4 separate regions of the Mus musculus genome follow, and all the other regions are linked to region 4. A link is a contact called in public ChIA-PET and HiChIP or PLAC-seq data. All regions are on one chromosome and are shown on one strand. Each heading gives the region's core, a stretch centred on a gene start, on an enhancer-like site or on the middle of the called end of the contact. The rest is flanking DNA. Distances are from core to core; before and after follow the strand shown.

Evidence for each region. ChIA-PET counts read pairs in DNA pulled down with a chosen protein or histone mark. HiChIP or PLAC-seq counts read pairs in DNA pulled down with a chosen protein or histone mark.
Region 1: a contact with region 4 is called in an RNA polymerase II ChIA-PET map of memory CD8 T cells, with 44 read pairs. The contact joins two enhancer-like sites. A contact is called at or near these places in 17 of 484 Hi-C or Micro-C datasets (the C2C12 cell line, the G1E-ER4 cell line, the HL-1 cell line and 11 more) and 5 of 115 datasets of contacts at active chromatin or transcription factors (Th17 cells, astrocytes, bone marrow-derived dendritic cells and 2 more).
Region 2: an H3K27ac HiChIP or PLAC-seq map of embryonic stem cells shows a contact between it and region 4, with 7 times the contacts expected there. The contact joins two enhancer-like sites. A contact is called at or near these places in 2 of 115 datasets of contacts at active chromatin or transcription factors (both in embryonic stem cells).
Region 3: an H3K27ac HiChIP or PLAC-seq map of embryonic stem cells shows a contact between it and region 4, with 2.8 times the contacts expected there. The contact joins two enhancer-like sites. A contact is called at or near these places in 1 of 484 Hi-C or Micro-C datasets (embryonic stem cells) and 2 of 115 datasets of contacts at active chromatin or transcription factors (both in embryonic stem cells).

The regions. Positions count from the first base shown.
Region 1 is chr8:40,581,676-40,586,339 of GRCm38.p6, forward strand. All of the region lies in intron 6 of Mtmr7 (myotubularin related protein 7), which reads right to left. Among named protein-coding and RNA genes, the nearest start is that of Mtmr7, 51 kb to the right of the region's middle. Within about 2 kb of position 3,211, at least 101 of the 459 cell types and tissues checked have an H3K27ac peak or open chromatin away from gene starts, as enhancers often do. A contact at or near this core is called in Th2 cells and memory CD8 T cells, where this site is marked.
Region 2 is chr8:40,647,506-40,652,072 of GRCm38.p6, forward strand. No RefSeq gene overlaps it. Among named protein-coding and RNA genes, the nearest start is that of Mtmr7, 15 kb to the left of the region's middle. Within about 2 kb of position 2,911, at least 44 of the 459 cell types and tissues checked have an H3K27ac peak or open chromatin away from gene starts, as enhancers often do. A contact at or near this core is called in embryonic stem cells, where this site is marked.
Region 3 is chr8:40,606,760-40,611,803 of GRCm38.p6, forward strand. It overlaps Mtmr7 (myotubularin related protein 7), which reads right to left. Exons shown (of 14, transcript NM_001040699.1): 2 at 2,135-2,257; 3 at 1-162. Among named protein-coding and RNA genes, the nearest start is that of Mtmr7, 26 kb to the right of the region's middle. Within about 2 kb of position 3,627, at least 33 of the 459 cell types and tissues checked have an H3K27ac peak or open chromatin away from gene starts, as enhancers often do. A contact at or near this core is called in embryonic stem cells, where this site is marked.
Region 4 is chr8:40,960,466-40,965,142 of GRCm38.p6, forward strand. All of the region lies in intron 2 of Pdgfrl (platelet-derived growth factor receptor-like), which reads left to right. Among named protein-coding and RNA genes, the nearest start is that of Pdgfrl, 37 kb to the left of the region's middle. Within about 2 kb of position 3,071, at least 190 of the 459 cell types and tissues checked have an H3K27ac peak or open chromatin away from gene starts, as enhancers often do. A contact at or near this core is called in Th2 cells, embryonic stem cells and memory CD8 T cells, where this site is marked.

The DNA.
Region 1 (4,664 bases), core at 1,961-4,460, 380 kb before region 4:
TCTCAGTGCAAGCATAAAGGTCAAGCCTGTGGTCACGAGCCCTCATGTGCTAGCCTGGGCTAACAGTTCCTTAGTGGAAAGTGCTCCCTAAGGTCTGGAGATGACGCTGCCAGTTTGATGGTGATGCTGACTTGATGTCGAAGTCTGGCAGAGCCAGTTTAACACTATACGTGAAAATCTCCTAAGTGGCAGAAGTATCCACAGAGACAGCAATCAGCATAAGTCCCTGTGCGCTAGATTATCTGCCAGAACTGTAACGCAGAGAAACAAGTAGGAGTCATAACGTGAGAACTGTCAGGCAGGAATGGTTCTTCTCATCTGCCCAACTGAGCCTTCAGCAGGATTACCGAAGAGAGAGTGCTGACCGTCAGGCTGCAGGGTGCCCCTCCCCATCCAGACATGACCCAGAGGTCTGATGTGGGAGCTTTTGTCACTTTCAGAACCATAGATAAGATACTTGATATGTCAGTGTAAACTGGTTTCAATGCTAATGGATGCTGAAGAAACGGAGTAAGCCCAGATTGCTTTAACCCTGCACAGTACAGGCAAACAGACAAGTCCTGCCCAAGCTGGGAAAGATTTCACAGGGATACATGGCTGGGAATGCTCCTCTCTTGCAATGTGACTAAGCAGGCCACCATTTATGGAGAACAGTGTTCAGTTACCACTATCTTCCTAGGGCCACAAAGGCTAGGGGACTAGCCAAATGGGGGTTAGTGAAGGGGTCTGCTTTTAAGTGTATAGTATTAAGTAGTCCTTCAAATAGTTAAGTTTAAAAAAACTAAGCTAAATTAAAATGCTTTGGTCCACATCCTCTAGTTCTGAAAACCTCCTAAAAACAAAGGTCTTAACATATATAGATCAAGACTGTCTGTGACAAATGGTTTTGTAAACATGAAAGCCGAAAACCTATGACTGTCTCCTCCAAGTGGTAACTGCGTAAACAAGGGCATATCCATGCTGTGGAATACAACCAGGGACCAAAGACACAGACCCTGCCTGACCTATCTCTCCCCCGTTCTCTCTCACATACACCACACAGCTACATGTACATATGTGTAAGCTAAGAAAATGTTCATTCAACCACCCACCGTTAATACTTACTGATTCATTTATTTACATTCACTAAGAAGAATTAAAGTTACCATAGACTATGCCAATTGGGTAGCAATTTCATAAGGAAAAAGGGAGTGGCAAGCTGCAGGGGGATACTATCAACACGACCTCAGCTACTCACGCAGCCTTTCACAGTTACAAGAAGCACACGTTAAGTCAGGACCATAGAGAAGAATGAGACAACCAGGGAGAAAACACAATACAGCCAGAGCTGAGAGCAAGCCACTGCCACAGGAGTCCCTGCTTCGTCAGCAAGCGGGCTCCTGCTCCCCTCCTCTGCTCCTCTGGCATCTATGGGGCTGTGGGCTCTTCGGGAGACTGACCCCGGTCTACAAAAGCAAGGCACATCCCTAAGGCTTTAGCCATAACCAATAAACACTTTCATGATATATCTTAAGGGATATATATGTTCTAATATTTTAAGGGGATTTTTTTTTTCTTCCAGAAATTACATATGCATGTTGCTCTCATGGAACTGTGTACTTTTAAAACGTTATGGCCTTACATAATTATTTTCAGGGCAGTTTCAGCTAAACCTCTGTAATGAACTTCATTAAATGCAACAAATCAACAGATCCAACGAGCCTGATGTTATATGAACTACACACTTATTCTGCATCTAAATTCAAGGTCCAGCCTTCTCATCAGCCCCGCCCCATCTCTTCTGAACATGTATAATACGTGATAAGCAAAGCACTCTTACTACTACAGTTCCTGCATATATAACATATGCTCACACTTTAAATCACTTAGGAGTTACAATGGGAGAAACGGCAGGCAGTTTTCCTTAAAAGCAAGTAGGAGAAAACCTCTTCAAAGTCAGTCTGTAATTCACATAACAAACACAAGGTGGCGATATTTAATCTATCATACAAACTATTTTTTAGGAGCTCTACTTATTTAATGTGGCAAAAGCTGAACTTTCAAAGCAGAAACACAGGTTTAGAAATAATAAACACCCAAAAAAGATATTCCAGACTGAGACAGACAGACAGACAGACAGACAGACAGCTACCTTTAGGAGAACTGGGCCAAAGCCTAGCACAGGTGTCAAAGAGTGCTCTTTCTTCTCCTCACTAACTTAACTGTGGCACACTCTTGGAAATACTAGATGATTTTATTGCCTACAGGTATGACCTACAAATAAGCTTCTCAAAATGTCCCCTTCGCCATCCAGGGACATCTTTCACGTATTTAAGAGTACAGGATGAAATCTTGATCCAGGCTAATTTAAATTTTCAACCCATATATGATGCAAAACGGTCTCTTTCCCTGGGTACAGGCTCCGTGAGGTGATGAGGGCTCTCCCTTCCCGTGGCTTCTAACAGGCTCGCCTGCTCTGTGTAGTTGGTAGAAGGGACCATGTGGAAGAGATGCAGTTAGATAAACAGCTCTTTGCAAAGCTAGGCAATGTCAGTTGTCTTACTGGTTGACAGTGCTTCTGATTGCTAATAACTGGCTGTCTCTGCCTTCTCCGCATAGGCATCCAAAGGGTGACTTTCCTAAGGCACACAGTATAGGCTCCTAGAAGTACTGTGCCACCTTTCACTCGCATACGAGATCCACTGTGGCCTGAGCCTAGACCAGCAGCCATTGCCAGCTACATTAGCCCCAGGTCCCTCTCCGGGGGCCTCCATGATAGGTAAGCTGTGTTAGCAAGGTTTTATCAAGTTTGTTAAGGTCCAAATTAAGCCAAAGGATATTTGTCCATCCTTGCACTTACAAAGAACAGGACTGAAGACTCTCCCCTCACCTGCTACAAAACACAAATGTCTCTCTCCCACTCTCTTTCCTCTGTCAATGGCCACCTTCAAACTTTATGCATATAACCAGGAAATAAGATCCCAGGTTCCCACTTTTCAGGTACCCTGAACTTCATAGCTGTATCTTGAAGATGTCTCCTGCATGGGACCCAGTGAATAGACATTACCTCATTACCAAGAAAGAGAGAAATACCCTATGACTTCCTGTTAGACAATGAAACAACCCCTGGCGCCGTGACACTAAGGCCACAACCACAAAGCAGTCCATGGAGCTGAGGCATGTCACAGGGCCGGTCACCACAGAAGCAGGTGACTGACTCAACCTTGCCCCTGCCTTTAGGACTCACACTTCCTCCATAGCTTAGACAGATGACAGCCTTAACTTCAGGACTCATACTTCCTCCATAGCTGGTAGGCAGGCACACAGCTTAGAGCCCTCCTGCTCCACTGGCTTGAGGTGACTTTGGCTCAGCCTGGAGCTGGGTGTGTGATCAACTTAGGTGTCAACCCTCTAGAGTCTGGAAGCGGGGACAAGGGTCCCCTAGAGATGTTCTGGGAAACAGAAACAAAAAAGCCACTGGCTTTGATGTCAAATAAGCTTGTATTTAACTGAATGTGGCCTTGGGTCTAAACCGTGTGGTCTCAGTGAATTACCTAACCTCTTTAAAGCTAAGTCCAGGAAAAGACAAGAAGCCTCCCAATCTGCAGAATTCTTCCAAGAGTGAAATGAGAACGTGCTGAACATTTTTGCAAGCTCAACAGAATGCCAGCATATCTGACAGAAGAGGCTGAAGTACAGAGACACGGTCCTTGTCTTAGACCTCCACAAATACCGTTCTGACTCAATTCCATGTGTTAATGTACCAATCTCTAGCAACAGCTGAGACCAAGGAGACTTTTCTCAGTACATACTTAAGGCTTTCACTGCCTCTGCGGCCCATCACTGTCCCATCAGTGAACAAACAATTCAAAAGGCTTTCATCTGGGTGGGTGGCTTGGGAAGCCCTTGTGTGGACTTAACCCCGCTCAGAGACCAAGGATCAGGACCCTGGGAGCTGCCTCCCAAGCCTTTGTCTTTATTATTATTATTATTATTATTAATTATTATTATTATTATTATTATTATTATTATTATTATTATACTAGGAAATAAAGCTGGATGCAGAAGGCAAGGACTGAGGACAACCTGCATGCCGCCATGCAACCCTTCTGTGGCAAACATCTGCATACTTTCCTGGTGGCCTAGGAAAACTACCGCACCTGAGGGGTGGGAATCAACCAACGTGGTCATGAAAAAAAAGAAGAAAGGAAGGAGGGGAAGACAGGGAGAGAGGAAAAGAGAGAGGGAGGGAGAAAGAGAGGGATAGAAGAAAAGAGAGAGGGAGAAAGAGAAAAGAGGGAGAGAAAAGAGGGGGAGAGAGGAGGGGAACACAAAGCTTGAAGCAGTTTTTACAAGCCACATCTTTGCACCTGAGAAGAGAGCACCCAACTTTCTTTATCTACTGGATCAGAGTCAACTTCTTACCACTTAACAATAAACAAAGTGAGTACTAAATATACCCTTCAAACTGAATCCTTAGGACTAAGAAGGTGGCTTTAAATACAGACAAGGCCTGGTCCTGTGGCTGCCACGTTCTAATAAGGACTTACACTACAGGGACCTAACTTGGATCACTGGCTCTTAGGAGGTCAATCTGTTTATCCCTGTTTAAAGCTGGAAAAGTAGGGTAGGAAAAGGATTTCCAGTCTCCACTCAGTAAAGCCCTGAAGCCTGAGTTTGTCTGC
Region 2 (4,567 bases), core at 1,661-4,160, 310 kb before region 4:
AGTTCCTATTCTAGTCTATTGTATAGTCCACCTTCCCCTAGGCTATTGTAAATTCCTGTGTATGGGTGTAACTCAGCTATCTATAGTTCTAAGTATCTACTCTGGTTCCTCCCTAGACCACAACCTTCCTTCTTCCTTGGTAATGGTAAATTCCTACGAAGGGCGGTGACTTGGCTATTTATGCCCAGGGTCAGCTCAAGGACTGACTGCCTAGAACTGGTGAAGAATCTAACTTAGCTATATGTCAAAAATTCAATCCTTATAAGCACTTATAATAAAGCAATATTAAGGGAAAGCACACAGATCCGTTTACCAACTAAAGCAAGAAGCAAGGACATTGGAGCATTCGTTATACAGGATGCCATGATTCCAGGAGACTAAGTTTCCGCGAACTTTTCACCTCGGGACCGGGGACCGCACCCAGGCTTTTCGGCCTGTCAGGCAGTCACTACTGGAGTGGATGTAGCAAGTTCCTGTTCCAACTTCCTTCAGGCATGGCCTAGGGTGTGAAAGTGTAAGCTGAAAAGACCATTTCCTCCCCAACTAGCTTTTGGTCATGGTGTTTCACTACCTCGGTAGTGAACACTAAGACAGGTGAAGAATCAGGTTGCTCGGGGAGGACTGTGGACTGGACATGCATCAGGCCATAAATCATGAGGCCTGGGAGAATAAGTTCAGAACCTACCAGAGGTGACGTAGAGCTAATCCCGGACCCAGTGTCTTCTTGTCCTGACCTAAATCACCTTCGCTGTAGAGCTTGTATCACCTCCTAGGCAGGAGGGAAAGAAACACTGAGGAGCACTCTGTCTGAGATGCTAACTGAATGATAAGCCCTATATGTCTGAGGTAACCTCGAATCAGAACATTCACTTCTGACAACTATCATATAAGGGGAGATTTGAAATCAGGTTTGATTAGAAAGCAAGAAAGTTTCAATGTTCCATACCTGTAACATGCAGTGCCTGCGTGAACGGTACCGGCGATATTTGCTCATCACGGACACATACCAATGGCTGGAAACTTGGTCTCCTGTCCACACCCTCACACATACCAATGGCTGGAAACTTGGTCTCCTGTCCACACCCTCAAGTGAGTTTATTGATCTCTTTTAGCCTTCCTCCTTCTTACATGCTCACTTCACTCATATTTACTTCCCTCCTCGTTTGACCTTAGAAACATCATCTTCAGCTCTTCCTCTGCCCATGTGCAAACCTATTACACCTTCAGTATTAAGGCACATGTGCCCATGGAAAGGAATCCTTCCTAAAGATTCACCCTACAAACACTTCAGGGTGAGCTAAATGTGTGCAACACACTCATGCAGTGCCCAGAGAGGCAAGGGGAAGGGTATGGGGTCCTCAGCAACTGGAATTACAGGCTCTTGTGACCCACCATGTTAGTGCTAGAAACTGAGCCTAGTTCCTCTAGAAGAGCTGTCGGTGCTCTTAACTGGCGAGCAGCGTCTCCAGTCCCTTCAGGGTAGTTTCACTGAGTACAGAAGACCCATCCTAATGTGGGCAGTACCATCCCATGGACTGAGGTCATGGACTAAATAAAACAGAACAGAACAAACAAAAACAAGGTGAATAAAAAAAGAAAAACAAACAAGATGAACAGTAGCATTAATTTCTCTATGCCTTGCTTACCATGACAGACTGCACCACCAAACTGTGAGTCAAAATAAACTCCCCCTCTCATAAGTTCCTTTTGTTGGGTTGGTGTTGATGTTGTGGGATAATTTGTCACAGCGGTGAGAAAGAATAAGCAATGTAAAGTGTCTTTCTCCTATGATACTTATGAACCTGTAATGTTCCAGTTGTCTTATTTATTTATATCACTGTCTTGGGGCTTCTGTTGCTGGGACAAGACCCTGTGATCACCAAGAAAAGCAGTAGTAGTGGAGTGGGGACAGCTGGAGCCTAGAAGACAAGCAGCGTGTGCTGCATAGGACAGAGCCAGAGAGGTGATCCAAGCCCTTTGGAAGTGCCCAGAAGATCACTGAGTTATTTACAATTGGAGTTTGATTTTGTGACTGCATCCTGGTTCTTCCCTCCCCACCCCCACCCCTGCCAAGAACATATTTAACTTAATTTTTATTTTTATAGGCATCCACGGCTAAAGGACTTTGAGCCTTTAAAGAAAATTTTGTATTTTTGAAGAGTGTGAATATTTTTTTTTTTTTTTTTTTTGGTTTTTCGAGACAGGGCTTCTCTGTATAGCCCTGGCTGTCCTGGACTTCACTTCGTAGAGCAGGCTGGCCTCGAACTCAGAAATCCGCCTGCCTCTGCCTCCCGAGTGCTGGGATTAAAGGCGTGCGCCACCACGCCCGGCGGTGAGTGTGACTATTTTAAAGAGACTGAACTTGTAATGTGTTTGATTTTGTAAGGACTGTGAGACTTAATATCAACATTTCAACTTGGGAGATGGATGAAGGGAAGGTTCTAATTGAAAAGTGATGTGTTTTCGAGGCAAGTTCGCAAGGAGTCATTTGTGCTGGCTGGTTTGTGTTAGCTTCACACAAGCTAGAGTCATCAGACAGGAGGGAGCATCAGTGGAGAAAATGTCTCCATATGTAAGGTGTTTTCTTAATTGGTGATCCATGAGCGAATCCCAACCATTGTGGGTGGTGCTATTGTAAGACTCTGGCGAGCCTTAGCTTCCAGGGACGCCCCGAGTGAACCTCGAGGAGCTGAGAATCGATGCAAAAAAAATAAGAGGAATTTATTGTTCCAATGTGTTGGGGTCGTCCTCCACTCGAAGGAGAGGTGGCGACCCTAGGGACCTCGGTCGGTGAGCTTTTATACAGTTTTCAGAGCAGCAGCCATTAGGCACAATGTGATTGGCAGAACAGTGTGACGTTTAAACTGATTGGTCTTTAGGGCGGCAAGAACTCCCCTTGTCTGTAGGTGGCCAATGTGTCTATGTGCTCTGGGCCTCCCCCAACCCGCAGGTGGCTGGCTGATGGCTGATGGTGGGTTCCCCCACCTGTGGTTGGAGGAATGTTAATTAGCCTCTCCCTTCCCGGAGGGGAGGGGTGCTCAAGTGTTAGTTCCTGAGCTGACCTCTTCACCATCCCCCATGAGGTGGTACTGAGTTCTGTAAGAAAGCAAGCTGAACAAGCCCAGAGAAGCAAGCAGCGCTACTCCAAGGTGCCTTTCATGGGCTTCTGCCTGCAGATTCTGTCCTGCAGGGTTCCTGCCCACACTGCTTTTGATAATGAACTGTTTGGAACTGCTTTGGTCGGGGCGTTTCATCTCAGCAATAGTAGCCCTAAGACACCATCCACCTTACAATCGCACTAATAGAGAAACCAGTAGGCATTCAGGAAGAAAACTGAACGAAGCCTATACAGTAAGTCTAAGAAACTCAGCTCTTTGTACTTTTATTTTTAAATCCTTCCTCAGCAGCTACTGGGTTGCAAATACTCTAAGCCTTTGCTTGTGTGCTGTTAACAACCTTGCAGACTACCTCTTGATCCTTTCATATCATCTAGACGTTTGAATTTGTTCCAACCTGCTTAACCCGTTTAATGAAACAGCCAATAGCTGATTGGCCCCGTGGCTCCACAGCAAGAGGTAATTACTGCTTAGTTGGCTGCCTGCTCAGTATACTCAGCTGCATATTGCTTTCTGAAGCCTGGGGGAATCTTGTAATTGCCCTTTGGTGACAGCAGTCATTTCCTGCCCGGATTTTTAAACTTAACTATGATCCTGCCACATCTCTTTGGAAGCTGTAGCTGTTGTGCAGTGTTACCATTGAGTCATTTTGGATCTGTCCGCCATGTGGATAGCATAGACTCCCAAGACATTGGTCCCACATTCTCCTTTGAAGAGACAACTCTAAAAGGGATTTGATTTGCAAAATTTCCCAGCCAATGATCTCACCAAGAGGGGAGAAAATAGAGTTATATGAACAGGTGTATTCACGAAATCCTTGCTCTCGGTGAACTGATGAGTCTTTCAACCTGCCTGCCACATCATTTCAAATGTGTTGCTACTGAGAAGACTACATGCCCACTGCCTTTAATCTTCACAAGCTGTTTTGTTTCAAATTATGTACTTTAAAACATTTCATTAAAATTTTGAATAATTCTAAAAAGCAATAGCTTTTAAAACAATCTTTTGTGAGCAACTAGATTATACTACTACCACTGAGCAGAAAGGTATATTAAATTCAAATCCAATTTCTTTTTCCTTTTTTTTTTTTTTTTTTTTTTTTTTTTTTTTCCTGAGACAGGGTTTCTCTGTGTAGCCTTGGCTGTCCTGGAACTCACTTTGTAGACTAAGCTGGCCTCGAACTCAGAAATCTGCTTGCCTCTGCCTCCCGAGTGCTGGGATTAAAGGCGTGTGCCACCACGCCTGGCTCAAATCCAATTTCTTTATTTGAAAACTTTTTTTATTATGCCAGGAATGTAGGTTGGTTTAAGAATAAACTATAGGATTTGGAGAAGTGACTCAACAGTTAAGAGTACTCTTGCTCGGGATCCGATTTCAGTTCCCAGTACCCACATGGTAGCTTACAACAATCCTAACTCCAGTTCCCAGGGATCCAATGCCTTCGTCTGACT
Region 3 (5,044 bases), core at 2,377-4,876, 350 kb before region 4:
TGGCCGTGCAAGGCGTATCAGAGAGATGTACACGTCGTGGCAGTCTCTCTCCTGTGGAATGACAAGTTGTACGATCTGGAAGTTCTTGCAGCGAATAAGCAGAGGGCAGCCCGTAGCTGTTGTCGCCTGCTTTTCAATGGTGGAGATCTGACTGTGCAGAATCTGGGACAGAAAGTTAACACGAGGAGTACCGTAAGCACGAATAAGAAGCAAAACTGACAAAGGGCAGACAGGTCTCTGAGCCACACAGACAAGAAACAGTCCTCAAAAGTAGGCCTCGCTCAACCCCCACACTCTGCTTACAAGAGCTGGAGGGTTCCACCTAAAACTCCACTATAAAAAATCTGTAACTTAGTTTTCAGTACCAAGCTTTGATATCCACAATTATTATTTTGAAAGACTATTCTGCATTTAAATTTACACAGCTCCAGGTAGGGGAACATTTGGGCAGTCAAATGCTGGATGCGTTTAATAGCTAAATTTAAATAAGGTCATGGGAAGTCAGTAAAATAAACTTTGGCAATCAGTAAGAGTTAGAGATGGCTCCACTGGGAAGTGCCACCATGTTCCTTAATTCCACGTGGGATGTTCAAGTTCAATAACCCCTTGTTCTCTAAGCTGTTGGTGGTCAGGCAGTCTGCAAAGGAAAATGTTTCACTTTCCAACTGTCTGTTGTTTTTAACAGGCAGATCACAGTACAGAGTGCTTTCCTGATGGATACGATGTGAAATGATTAAATCAAGCTAACTAGTATATACAATACAACCATAAACTTCTGAGCTATCATTTCATGGTGATATATTTGAAATTTTCCAAAGATATTTTGAAATATATATATTATGATCCACTATAAACCCATGTATACAATATGCTTGATCTCAAAGCCTAGCCCTCTGCTCTATCTGAGTCTTCTGGTTACTCTGATCAATAACTCCCCATCCCCTTCTGGTTACTCTGATCAATAACTCCCCATTCCCCTCCCCTGACCTCTTCTACAGCCTCTGGAATAAACCACCATTCCATTAAGAAAATAGGTTGATAAGAAAATAAACCAGCCCGGTAGCGGTGGCGAACGCCTTTAATCCCAGCACTTGGGAGGCAGAGGCAGGCGGATTTCTGAGTTCGAGGCCAGCCTGGTCTACAGAGTGACTTCCACGACAGCCAGGGCTATACAGAGAAACCCTGTCTAAAATAAACAAAACAAAACAAAACAAAACCAAAAAAAAAAAAAACCCAACAACAAAAAAAGAAAATAAACCATTCTGGACCGTGTCTTTTGAGGAGATCCATGTTCTGTCCTTAAGGGCAGTCCTCCATGAAGTTCCTGACTACTGTGAGGTACTGGCTACCCTTCTGGTGCTAAGTGTATGCCTGTCCACGGGGTAAGGAATGGAATCTACAGGTCAAGATTTTGGCCATGGGTTATAAGGCCATGTTTGTCTTGCTATACAACGTCAGAAATGTCTACTGGTTTGATGATTAGGCACAAAAGTTCCTGGTTATGGGACTAGTCTCTAGCTTTCCTTTTCTTTTAAAAATTACCAGAAAAGTAATGTTAACATTGTAAAATAATAGAACCGATAATTTAGAAGTCCCTGCAAGGGAGGGGGGGGCCCTGATGCTCCAACCTCATTGGAGGAACTCTTGGCAACTGAGAGCTGTAGAGAAAGGGAGAGTCACCCGCTTTTGAGGACATGGCCTCAACAATATAACCATGTGCATATATCCAGTCCTAACCGGACTCAGGGCATTATTAACAACAATAAAAAGGGGAAATGAAGTTGAAACGGAGGCAGGATCAGGCACTAAGGGGGATGGAGGGATGCCTATGAGCAATGTATGAAACATTCAAACAATAACAGATGTGTGTAAAACATCCTACAAAGGACAGTTATAACACATCAGGTGCTGTCGCATGCGACACCTGGTAGGACTGAAGATCTTCCCGGCCATGCATAGGCTCCAGCAGCTTCAGCCACTGCTAGCACATTCATCCATCCCATCTTAGGGCTGTGAAGGAAATTCCTTTTCTAATACATCTCAGAAATCGCTCCCAAAAATGCCCCCAAAAGTCCACGGTCCCCATCCTGAAACCAATGAAAAACATGTAAGGCTAAAGATGCAGATGTCATACCCAGGTTTCTTTTCTTGTGTCAGGTGCATTTTCCACGAATATGACGTGAGTGGCCGTCAGATACAAAGTTCCCAGCGCTGCCTTTTTACAAGACACTCTGTCTACCAAGCGCACGTTTTCAACCTAGAGACGTTGGGTGAAAATCAAAAGAGCCAATCACAAAATATCCAGGAACCTTATATTTACTCTAAAACTTACACGGGAGAATGTCTCCAATAATTAAACCAAAATACGCCCCTTGGCTCAGCAGCAGACCATGATAATGTGTATCAAATAATAAAATACCAGTTACGAAAATGTGATTTTAAATGTGCCACAAAACATTTACGTAAGTGTTTTGGGAAGGGCAGTACACACTCTTAAGTGCTGAGCCATCTCTTTAGCTCCATGAAACACAGCTCCCTTGATCCCCTGACTGAAGTCTAATATTACAGTCTAATAATGAAGTCTAATATTTCCTTGACTTTTACACAGGTCAGTATTTTATTTCATTGTAGCTATACAACATTTTGCACATAAGTCAGCACATGCATGCATTAAAGCCTTGCATTTACATAACGACAGTGTGTGAATATGAGCTAAGTTCTATCAAAAAGAAACACTATGCTTTTCCACGCGTCTGTAAAGTGGAAGACAGGGCACGTGGATGTTTGCCTTCACATAAACGACCATAGTAAGAAATATAAAAAGGTTCATAAGGAGACCATGAAGATTGAGAACTGCTTCCATTCACTGGTGAATCCTTCTAACGATACTGGAACTCTCCTCCGAATGTTGGGTGTGTGGAAAGTATCACGTATTTGTGCATTTTGATGCAGAACAGTTTCAGGGATACTGCAGTAGGTCTGTGTCACGACACACCACAGGAAGGACAACACAACCTGTACTGGCTGTGTGGAAACAGCAGTACAATGACCTCTTTACGGAAACAGCTCCTTTTTATTTCAAGGTTTATTTTGTTTTCAGTTATGTGCGCTGGGGTGGGGGCTGTGCATCGAAGTGCAGGTGCCTTAGCAGGCAAGAAGAGGTCACTGGATATCCTGGTGCTGTGTTGGGAGCCGCCCCCACATTCGCCGTCACAAGATGGCGCTGACATCCTGTGTTCTAAGTGGTAAACAAATAATCTGCGCATGTGCCAAGAGTAATTTTCCACTACATGTACTCTGCCTTTACTCGGCCATGGGCTGCAGCCAATCAGGGAGTGATGCGTCCTAGGCGAAGGATAATTCTCCTTAAAAGGGGACGGGGTTTTCCGCCATTTTCTCTCTCTTGCTCTGCGCTCTGGCGCGCTGGCGCTCTGGCTCCTAAAGATGTAAGCAGGGGGCTTTCGTTTTTGGGCTTGGGGGCTTGCGCTCCTGCTCCTGAAGATGTAAGCAATAAAGTTTTGCCGCAGAAGATTCTGGTTTGTTGTGTTCTTCCTGGCCGGTCGTGAGAACGCGTTTAAGAGTGCTGAGGCTGCAGGAGCCTGTGAGCCACAAGACCTTGGGAAGGGTAGTACACGCCCTTAAGTGCTGAGCCATCTCTTTAGCTCCATGAAACACAGCTCCCCTGATCCCCTGAATTAAGTCTAATATTGCAGGTTTCACTTCTTCTTTGACCCACAACTATTTAATAAGCATATTTTGTCAGTTCCCTATGACTATTATTTTATTTAATTTACTAAACATTCTATTCTGAACTAACTCTAAGGACACTGTCATGAAGCAGCTATGGAAGGAAAAAATGAGGATATGTTATCTTTATAGCATTTCTTTGAGAAGGGAAACTATTTAGCTGTTTAAAGTTGTATAGCTAAAATATCTAGGGTCGGTATACGAATTAACAGTATGTAAAAATGAAATATAAATCATTTTTTTATACCCTGAGGACTAGTGAAACTGAACTTCATTCTAATACTGAACTATGGTAATATTTTACGGCGAAAGCCTTCAGTATAGACTATTTTCCCCTCAGAAATGAGAGAGTCGATGCCACTTTAGAGTATTTTTAGAAACAGAGTAGAACAGAGCGAGGAGGAGCACTTGCTGGCGGATGGGGGGAGACTTAATGGAATTATTCCCATGTCTCTTTGTTAACTTTGGATGCTGCTGCAGGAAAATTAAATTTCAAAGTTTGGCAATCACTCTGACAGGTCCCAGAGCTGTCATAAGCAATTTTGAAGCTATAGAAGACAAAAAGAAATGGAGGATAAATAAATGAGAGAGAGAGAAAAAAAACACCAAAATGACCCGTATGTTAAACAATACCAGAAATGGGTAACCAACGCGACAATTAATTTCATTCCTCAGTATACAGAGCACATGAGGACAGCCATATTCAGGGCCCACTTCACAGTCTGTGCTTAGGTAGCTGGAACAACCTCAAATGAAATAAATCCCCTCAATTCTGGCGCCACCCTGAAAACCTACTAGTTTAATAGCTGTGCCTCAGTGGTGAGCTAGCTCAAGCCTATTTAATCTCCACGGCAATGAGGCTGCTCCTATCTGAAGATGAGACCTGGGAGCCTACTTATTTCTTGGACAAAGTCATCACAACTTGCTCGCCTGTTCCAGAGACTACGGACACGCCACACAGGGGCACATACGCTGTAAGTGGCTTTTAATATATGCTAAGAAAGTGACACCCGTTTCTTCTGGATTGTGCATTTACCACAAATGTGATATTTTTAAATGAGATCCACCTATGTCATTAGTGGGATAGCACACCCATGTTATTTAGTGGCTATTGCTCTTTGCTTCCTTTGTAGGACATAAAACTCTGATGCTTATTAGTGGTGTCTGAGATCTGCTCAAATGACTCTGGCATCCTAGCAAGTGTTTAAGTCCTAGGACCAAAAGAGGTAACCTTGAAGAGTTATGTCAACTGGGGAAAGAAGGCATCTGAGGAAACGCACTGTTTGAAGTTCTCAGC
Region 4 (4,677 bases), core at 1,821-4,320:
AACCAGCCCCATCTCTGAACTTTCAAGCTGAAAAAAAAAAAGTTTACTGTTTTTGCTTAAGGTTCCCCCCTTCCTTCTCTCCCCCCACGCCCCATGCTTGTTCTTTTGGAAGAGAAAGTCGAGACAGGTCCTTGCTTTGTAACCCAAGCTATCTTCACGGCAATCCTGCCTCAGTGTCCTAAGTACTGAGAATAACAGGTATGGGCTACCATCCTTGGCTTCTGTTGTTTATAACACTTGGCTTCTTTATTTTGATATCCTTTATTTGGTGTGTATGGAAGTTTTGCCTTCATATATACTCTGCACAACCCGGTCTTACGCCTGTAGAGGCCAGAAGAGGGTGGTTAGCAAATCTCCTTGGAACTGGAGTGGACAGCCACGTGGGTACAGAGAATTGAACCCTGATCCTCTGCAAGGCAGCCAGTGCTGTTAGCGGTAAGCCTTGTTGTTTTCTTTGACACGTGGTGATTATGTATTTTAGTGGAGATGCAGTGGAATGATCTATACATGTACATACTGTGTATTAATCAAATTAGACTATTTAACATATTCATTACCTCATACAATTTTCATTTCTTTGTGCTGAGGACATTCAGAAGGATCTCTTCTACCTATTGTAAAATATCCAAAAATATTATTCACCACACTCACCCTGCCAGCACTACACAGGAGGACCAAATTCCCCAGCCTATTGGAACTTCGTACCCACTGACCATTCTTTGCTTTCTCCTCGCTCTTCCAGCATCTAGTAACCACTCCCATGAAGCAAATGACTCGCAGAGACCGGAGCTGCTGAGCTGAGCCGCAGAACTTGGATGGGTCCCCTGCCATCCTCCGCCATCTGTGATAGGTCCCGTGGAATAAACTTAGATCCAAGTCACTCTTGGCCTGGGGAAGCCAGTTTCAGGAGAGATATACTCGCTGCAGCCTGGGATAGACTATATTAATACATCTACTTTCAAGTTTAAGATTGAAAACTAGCCGGGCGTGGTGGCCCACGCCTTTAATCCCAGCACTTGGGAGGCAGAGGCAGAGGCAGGCGAATTTCTGAGTTCAAGGCCAGCCTGGTCTACGGAGCGATTTCCAGGACAGGCAGGGATATACAGAGAAACTCTGTCTCGGGAAAAAAAGTGAAAACTAGCCGGACAGTAGTGGCGCACGCCGTTAATCCTAGCACTTGGGAGGCAGAGAGGCAGGTGGAATTCTGAGTTCGAAGCCAGCCTGGTCTATAGGGTGAGTTCCAGGATAGCCAGGACTATAGACAGAAACCCTGTCTCAAAAAGCCAAAATAATAATAATAATAACAACAACAATAACAAATTTTTAATTGAAAACTAGTAAGTGGAATATAATTTGCCTTCCTGGGATAGCTTCTAATAAGTGGGTCACTTCCATATCATGTCATAATCATAATGACCACTAGGTGGCAGGCTTTACCGGCGTTAAGATTGTCTTCAGTAAAAGATTGCACTTGAGGAAGGTGTGGCTAAGCAGCACAGGCAAGGTCCCTCAGAGGCTACAGCAACTGTTTCAGTGGGGTGCTGAGGTAGACTGGGGAATCACTTCCACACTGGACCATTTCCAGTTGCATAGACATCCCCCTTCTTTGAGACCAGAAAAGGGGGGCGGGGAGGGGGTACTTGAAAAAACAATCAGTGTGTTTTATCATTTACCACATGTTCCTGATCTCTCTGCACCCTCCCCTGCTTCCAATGCTTTTTAAAAGCTTCTGCTAGGGGGCTGGTGAGATGGCTCAGTGGGTAAGAGCACTGACTGCTCTTCCAAAGGTTCTGAGTTCAAATCCCAGCAAACACTCAGTGGCTCACAACCATCCACAATGAATTGTGGACAGCTACAGTGTACTTGTATAATAATAAATAAATCTTTGGGCGGGGATGAGTGGGGCCTGAGCAAGCAGAGGTCCTGAATTGTGAGTGTACACACACATTCTTGGCCCTTGCCTTTAGTCTCAGCACTGGAGAGACAGAAGCAGGCAAGGCTCTGTGAGTTCAAGGCCAGCTTGGTTTCTGGGCATAGTGAGATCCTGTCTTAAAAATAAAAACAAAAAGCCAGGTAATGGTGGCACATGCCTTTAATCCCAAAACTTGGGAGGTAGATGTCTGAGCTGGAGGCTGGTCTGATCCATGACAGCCTGGGATACCCAGAAAAACTATCTGGGGGGGGGGGAACAAAAGACAGACAGACAGACAGACAGACAAATTGCAAGTGCAGAATATCAAGCCACAATGTCTCTTCCCAACCCGAGTGTGCCACAGTGAAACATTCTAGTAAAATGGTCCAGATCATAAGATAAATTCCCAGTGGTACATCAGTCGGTCTGTTTCCATCCGTTCTGCAAACATTCCTCGTCTTCAGCTCTGCCATCCACATCGACGCGCTTCAGGTGTGGGGAACAGGGGAAGTCTTAGCACTCTGCTGAGGCAGAAAACAAAGTAAGAAATTTGGACCGTGTGGCCTAGCCAAAGGGTTAAATAAATCTCTGATGAAAGGGGAGAGGTGTGAGCTCTGCACCCTCAAAGTGAGGAGACAAGTTTTTGGCCGTTCCCTAGACCCGCTCCACAGTAAAAATTAAAAACAAAGTCAGGGTTCAAGCATTCATTATCTTTCAGGATGTGCCTGTGGTGTGTGGTGTAGGGTGTTAACTTTTTTTTTTTTTTTCAGTCAAGAACTGGAAGCCCGGAGGAGTGGGTGGGGCACAGCTCTCTTTGATGGCTGGTTCCTCTCAGAACAATAAATAGCTTTTAGGAGAAGAGAAGGCATCTATCTGTCTTTCCACTTGGCTGCCCCGGGTAACTGCTCACTCCACCCACAGACTGTACAAAGGAGGGTGGACCAGCGATGCAGACAGTGGGCTGCAGGCCAGTCTCCTAAGCGGCCCGTCTCACCAGCTTACACGGGGGAAGGAATTCATCCGAAGGGCATTTTCAAAGAAAGGAATGCGAGGGAGTATTTATGACCAGAAAGAACTGGCTGTTGAGAGAGGGGGAGCTGCATAACGTGAGCACCCACTGGCGGTATGCAGAGAAGGGAGCATCTTTCTTCCCCCAGCTAACGAATTGTGGTAAAATACACCCAGAACAGCACCGGTAGCATTTTTTAACCGCGCTTACGTATACAACTCAGTATACATGGGGAAACTGGTTTTGTTAGGCGGACTTGTTTCAAAGTCAAACTCATTTTCCTTCGAAGTTGGATTTTCTTGGCAGAACAAATAAAAAATGACGTGGCCTCGGCTTCTCTTTCTCCTTATGTGGGGCTGCAGGTTAGCTCCGTGCACACGTTGCTGTCCTAGTTAGCATCCACTTAGAGTCACCTGAGAGGAAAGCCTTATAGCCCCGTGTGCATTTCGGGAGGAGGGTGTCTTGATTTTTAATAGAAGCCCTACCCTACTATGAGTGGTAGCATCCTTAGGACAGTAGTGGTCGTGGGAGGGTGTATAAGAAAGCAGCGAAGCTGGTGAGAGATCCAGCAAGCAGCGTTCTTCCGTGCCTTCTGCTTCAGGTTCCTGCCCTGGCTTCTCTCAATAATAGACTGTAACCCCTAAGTTAAAATAAAGCCTTTCCCCCTCTGGAAGTTGCCTTGGGTCCCAGAAACGGAACAATAGCAAGCTGAAATCATTCTCACGGGTGGGACGTGGAACTCAGGAGTAGAGTGCTTGCCTGGTTATAGCAAGGTGCTGGATTAAGTCCTTGGTGTGTCAAGAAATCAAAAGTATATGCTGGAGCCAGCCTCTGATACCTATTTTAAAGTAAATTTCCACCCTGGAAATTAAAAATAAAGAACTCACCGCACCCTAAAGGTAGGACATTCTATGGCACCAGAGCAGGCCCCCACATGTCCCTAGAGATAGACAAGTGGGAAGGCGGGGTACAAGTCTTCTCTGGGTGTACTGGATGTTCTGACGGTGTTAATGGTGCAGAAAAATCACAGCTATGTTCCTTTGGGGGCCGGGGTGGGGGAGGGTAATGACAGAATCCGTCTCCTCTCGAGTTATCAGCATAGAATGAGGTCATGTGTGGAAAGCGCTTGGCTATGTAGCAAGCCTCTCCGTGAAGCGGAGCTATTTTTATTCACTCTATTGTATCCCAAAGAGGCAAAGTGTAGGGACATGGCCCGTCTGTCACAAGTCTTGTTTTCAGAAAAGGGCTTTAGTCTCCTATCTCAGTCTCCTGCAAACTAGATGTCCCACGCTGTAGTCTGGGTCTGGAGTATGACCCAAAAGCTGGTGTCCAGCCAATGGTACTGTTTTGGATCTTTAGAAGTGGAGCCTAGGCAAGCTTCTGACCTTCAGGCTAAACTCCTCCCCAGTTACCTAGCAACAGTGAAGACCATAAAAAGGGGTGCTCAGCCCGCACCTCACACCTCGTCCTCTTATTCCTTTGTCCTCTCACCTCCCTCTTCTCTTACTTCTCTCTCCTCTTCCCTTTTTCTTTGTCTTCTTTCCTCTCTCCTATCTCTCTTCTCTCTCTCTCTTCCTCCTTTCTACCTTCTCTCTTTCCCCTGCATTTCCATAATACAGCTCTAAAACCAAAAAATAAAAAAGAAGAAGTGGGGCCTAGGGAAAGGAAGTTAGGCCATTAGAAACGTTTCTTTGAAAGGACTATTGAGACACTGGTCCCTCTCCAGTCCGTCTCTCCTTACGTGTGTGTGTGTGTG